2 separate regions of the Mus musculus genome follow, and region 1 is linked to region 2. The links are chromatin contacts, called in public HiChIP or PLAC-seq maps. All regions are on one chromosome and are shown on one strand. The core of a region is the stretch at or near the end of the contact, and the rest is flanking DNA. Distances in the headings are between cores, read along the strand shown. Region 1 has its middle 51 kb from the start of Gm34353. Region 2 has its middle 200 kb from the start of Gm34306.

Evidence for each region. HiChIP or PLAC-seq counts read pairs in DNA pulled down with a chosen protein or histone mark.
Region 1: a contact with region 2 is called in a RAD21 HiChIP or PLAC-seq map of pro-B cells, with 8 times the contacts expected there. The contact joins two enhancer-like sites. A contact is called at or near these places in 2 of 15 datasets of contacts at CTCF or cohesin (large pre-B cells and pro-B cells), 15 of 484 Hi-C or Micro-C datasets (B cells, adipose-derived mesenchymal stem cells, bone marrow-derived macrophages and 6 more), 2 of 115 datasets of contacts at active chromatin or transcription factors (embryonic stem cells and fibro-adipogenic progenitors) and 1 of 9 other capture datasets (embryonic stem cells).

The regions. Positions count from the first base shown.
Region 1 is chr1:138,043,345-138,046,044 of GRCm38.p6, forward strand. No RefSeq gene overlaps it. Among named protein-coding and RNA genes, the nearest start is that of Gm34353, 51 kb to the left of the region's middle. Within about 2 kb of position 1,382, at least 18 of the 459 cell types and tissues checked have an H3K27ac peak or open chromatin away from gene starts, as enhancers often do. A contact at or near this core is called in pro-B cells, where this site is marked.
Region 2 is chr1:137,568,313-137,571,012 of GRCm38.p6, forward strand. No RefSeq gene overlaps it. Among named protein-coding and RNA genes, the nearest start is that of Gm34306, 200 kb to the right of the region's middle. Within about 2 kb of position 1,444, at least 8 of the 459 cell types and tissues checked have an H3K27ac peak or open chromatin away from gene starts, as enhancers often do. A contact at or near this core is called in pro-B cells, where this site is marked.

The sequences.
Region 1 (2,700 bases), core at 132-2,631, 470 kb after region 2:
TTACATAAGGGCAAAGAAACAGAGGCACATAGAAGATCAACCCCCAAAGTGGAGAGGCAGCAGCAAGGTCACAGAAGACCGGGATCGCAGTGCAAATGAACAGGGTGCCAGAGTGTTCTGCAGGGCTGAGTTAACGGAGCAAACACGAGCGTTGTTTTCAGTGTGGTATGTCCTCAACACTATTCTGGAGCTGTCACCAATTAATATTTTCTCACCTCATTTTCACTCATTTTTTGTTATTTTCTAAACTGTGGAGATATTTGAGCTGGAAAAAAGTCTAATGCTTGGATAGTTCTGAAAGGACTTGTCGGCCAGCCTGTTGAGGCAGAACTTCTGTTGGTCATCAGCCCAACAGAGTTAAACTGGGGGCTCCAGAGAGACAATAAACAACCCTAACACAGCATGAGACAGAACTGGGTTCTCCCCTGGAAGCAGTTATGGGGACACTCCCCCCTCCCCCCCAGAAGTCACACCATATTGGAAATTGTGGCACACAAAGAGACTTATGAACACTCGCTTCTCCAAAGCCTGCCTTGCCCTCGATTCTTATTTACTATTGTACTTTGACCCAAGTCACTCTCCTGCTTCTAAAACCACCCAGAGAGGACTCTCCATAGTCTTCCCTGTGCTCCACCTGCCATTCCATAGGTTCCTAAAGGTTTTGGCAAGGAAGGCTTGATAAAGTTTTAAAGTGTCAAGAGGCACATGACAAGAGACTGCTCTTGATGTAATCCTGAGACTGACAAATAAATGAGGTTGATATATATAACATTGCAAAATTTGTGTCAGAGAAGACGATCTAGTGTGGGAATCACACACACTGTCATGAACACATTTGCAAACACACTCACCGACATTCTTACGCACACCTGTGTTGACACACACACTCACACACATGCACACTCTTGCAGGCACACTCACACATAAACTTACACACTTCTAGTCACATACACTTACCCACACGTTTGTACTCACATACACAGAAGCACTCAGAACTCTTGCACACATACACACACTTGAACACATTTACACACACACACACACACACACACACACTTTGCAGGGAGGCTAGTATTGTATGTAATGACAGATAGGAGAGCTATGTGAGGAAACACTGGCCATAAGTGTCGCTCACTCTTGGGTGCCTCATGTCAGAGAGTGATCCAGCAGTAGGTTCCCATGAGACATAATTGGAAATGCCATGCTGGTCCTGTTTGGGAAGACTGTACAAAATTCAAGCTAAAGTGTTTCATCCCACAGGAATAATCTTAGTTTATTTTAGAGTGCCATTCCTGTCAGCAATATCAGTGACACAATATGCATGCACACCCGTAAAAAGCACCATACAAAGGAATACTTAGAAGCCCCACCCACCAGCAGAAGGAAACTATTGCAAAGGTTTTAGCGCACCCTGGTGGTCATTATGCTTTCTACATGGGGCGAGGAACAGCAAATATATCTGCGCAAAAAAAAAAAAAAAGTTTCATTACATGATTATCTCTGAGTATATTCGTACTATTCCGTGTCCTTTGAAATTAAGCTAGAAGCATAGACCAGTAGAATCAAATATTATTTCTAACATATTCATTCAGCCTTCAGTCAGCAGGAAATATATATTTCCAAAGTGTTCTTGACAAAAAGTCCAATCTTATTGTACTTATTGTGGACTTGAAAAGCTCCTTCCATAGAATTCATTTGAAAATTATTTGAAGTGATAATTTCATCTTGAAATTAAAAATGTGTTTTAAAGTATGTTAACATCTATTTAAATAACAAGACTCAAATCCAAATTTAAAAACTGAATAAGCATAATACTTTGTTTTGTTTACAGGTAACCCATGTACAGTAGGAAAAGTTTAAAATAATTATGCAATGTGCTCATCTTATATCTATGATCACATGCTAACAGGGCTGACGTTGTCTACTTGCTGTCTAGAATACTTATGCATAAACATTTATGCAACTTTATGTTTCATTAAAAAAAAACTTATTCTCAGAATGTGATAGAATAGCCAACATTTGTCATTATGTCCCAGATAATTGTTCTGCCTCCACCTAAGCTGAGATTGGAATCTTGCCTCCAGCTCAGTAACGACTCATTTCCTAGGGAAATTCAGAGATTTATTTTCTCCAACATTTTAGATTTTATAATTTAGTGAGGTCAGATTTGTTTAAAAATTTTTAACCATCTTCCAAGAACTCCTCTTCTCTCTCTCTAAAAAAAAATCCTCTATAGTCCCTGATGAAACCTGTGAGACAAGTATGTAAATAAACCCAGGGTCTCTGTGGTACATTTATCAGCCCTCAGCTGTGATCCCGGTGATCTTTAAGTGTCCTTTAATACAGGATTTTCAGAGATGAGATGATACTTTCATTTTTAATGAACACATCAGTGCTTCTTTTTGGGTTCATAATTCCAACTCAGGTATATATATATATATATACACACACGCGCGTGTGTGTACATATATGTATATGTACGTATATGTGTGTGTACATATACGTACATATATGTGTATATATCCATATATATGTATATGTACATATATGCATATATATACACACACCTGAGTTGGAATTATGAATATATATAATTTTTAAAATTAGATGTTTTTCTATTGAGATGGGATTAAAATATCTGCTGTACTGTGTGATGGGCTAGCTCAACATGAAAACTTTCCAATGTGCAAACTGGTTCTC
Region 2 (2,700 bases), core at 194-2,693:
GGCTTCTTAGTAGATATGCTCGTGTGACACTAATTTTATCTTGAGTTGAATTCTGCTACAGTTCAGCCTATGATAGCATATACACCTTCCCCTGAGGACTGAGATCAGAAAACCATTTCACCAATATTAAACTTATCTATTTATTACCTGTGGGGATGACACTGTTGTACTATGGAGCATGTGTGGAAGTTACCGAACAACTTTCAAGAACTGATTCTCTTTCTTCCAAGTGGGTTCCAGGGATAGACCTTGTAGTACGTGTGTTGGGGACCAACTGTAGTTCTGCAACCTCTGTTTCTTCCTTCAGGGTGTCCAGACACCACTGAGGCCTTCTCTGTGGATCTTAGTGCTACTGCTCAATGAAGCAGCTCTTTTACACAATCTTCAGTGGAACAATTGGGGTGCAGACACTTTACTTGGGGTTGACAAGGGCTATGTACTAACCTTGGAGACAGGAAGGAGTTTTTCAGGGTGAATGAAGTCATTGGCTTTGAGTTTAAAATGCTATGAATGCCTCATTTGTATGGAGAAGCATTTTAGGAATCTCAGATACTTGCTGGGCAGGTTCTTATCAGAATTGAAGAAGTTCAACTTGTGGGTTTGCCAAAGACATTCCTCAGGTAGAAAATAAGGGGTCAGGCTCACCAGATCAGGCAAAGAAGGGGAAACTCCGCTAGGAAGGGGACTCCTCTGTTTGTACTGACCTCAGAGGAGCTGTCTGGACATGGTAGACTAAAGCCTATTAGTGAGGGGCTACAAGAGCTCAGATCATCAGGTTTGATAGCAGGTGCCTTTATCTGCTTGAGTCACTTTGCCAGTCCATGGGAAACAATTTTATACCAAAGAGTGGAAATACATCTAGTCCAGTGGTTCTCAATCTTCCTAATGCTGCAACCCTTTAGTAAAATTCCTTGATGATGTTGTAGTAACCTCCAAACATAAAATTATTTTTGTTGCTACTTCATAATTGTAACTGTGCTACTGTTATGGAATGTAATATAAACATCTGTGTCTTCTGATGGTCTTCTGATGGCGACTCCTGTGAAAGGGTCATTCAACATTTCCAGGGGTCACAGGCTACCAGTTGAGAGTGACTGTTCTAGAGGAAGATGATGGATACTTGTCCCTTCCTTCTATTTACTTTAACCTTGGACCAATTTCCCCCAGACATTTAAATTCGTCATGAGTCCCACAGCAGAGTTTTATAGGAATTACTTTGTTAATAACATATAATTAAAATAACATAATTCCATCCTTCTTTTGGTCATTTATTCTGGCTAAAAGTTAACTTTGGAAATGAAAGACCAAAGCAAAAATGCGGTGGGAGTAGAGATAGGACTCAGGAGAAGTATGACAAACAATTAAGCACGTTATTACCGATGACACGTTCACGGTGGAGAGGATTATAAAGTGTGGTCTTTCTTATAAAGAGAGGTCCCTGGGGAGTCGGGAAAGAGATGACTTACAAGGCTGTGTGGTTAGCAAGGTCAAGAAGAAGGGGAGCACAGGAAGGAAATAAAAATGCTGCCTTCTCCACATTGTGCTTGACTTAAAAATGAAACGTTGCCGCCATCCATCTGTGACACTTCTTAGTTGTGTCATTCATGAAATAAAACCATGTTTATCATAAATAATAGACTTGGTGGTATAAATACAACCCGGATTATGCCATGAATTACGTGTTGAAACTGGTAATATGCTAGTTCATAGTGTGTAAGAACACTGACAGGCATTTGATTAGAAAAAAAAAAAGAAAGTACTATAAAAGATTATTAAGCATCGAGGTAGGTGTTATTCACTATCAGACCAGGAAATTCGATTTCAGCATGTCTCTTTACGGCAGAGTGTTCCATTTGTTTCACGGCTGCTTTGTGTATGAGTGCTGAGTTTCTCTCCCACAGGGGAAATGCATTTTCTTGAAGAAAATGTAAACTCCAGTATTGTGAATTCTAAAGCAGTAAAATGTGAGCAAAATCTTATGCAGAGAAATTAGGTAAAAAAATATTTCAATCCAACAATTATTTGTACAGTTGTGAGATGTGAAAGGATTTTTTAACCATGTGGAAATCATTAATAAATCAACATCATACTCTACAGACGTCTAACAGACTGAAACCAGCTATAAAGTCCAAGTGTTTAGAAATCTGTATTCATTTTAGCATATGCTAAAGGAGAAATCTGGCTTTCATACACAAAACTATGTCTGTTTATTGATATGAAAGCAACCAATGGCCTATGGAATGAATCTAAAAGCAAGCTTTCTGTGTAATGTCTTCCATTTTGTGCATTTGTATTAGCAGATAAGAAAATGCACTCCATATTTCTGGGTAGAGCAAACTCCATAACATCATCCCTGTGGCGTAACGAAGCATTTAGCTTTTAGCTCTGAGATTTAAGTACTTATAGATGTAGGCACTTGGCTACATGATATTGCTGTCTAAAATTCACTGTATGTGGCAGATTATGAATACTTTTCAAGGGTTTCTTAAATTCTTAATACTCTACCAATATTCAAAGTGATTATTTATTGGAGCTTATGCTTATACAAACAAGGCATGGCAAAGTGGTGTGCTTCACTTAGTCTCACAATAATAAGTCAACTCATATTAGACTCACAACTGAGGTAATACACTCAGTGAGCATGGCTTTACACAAGGACATGTAGTGGAGAGCCTAAGGTAAAGTAAAAATAATAAAGAA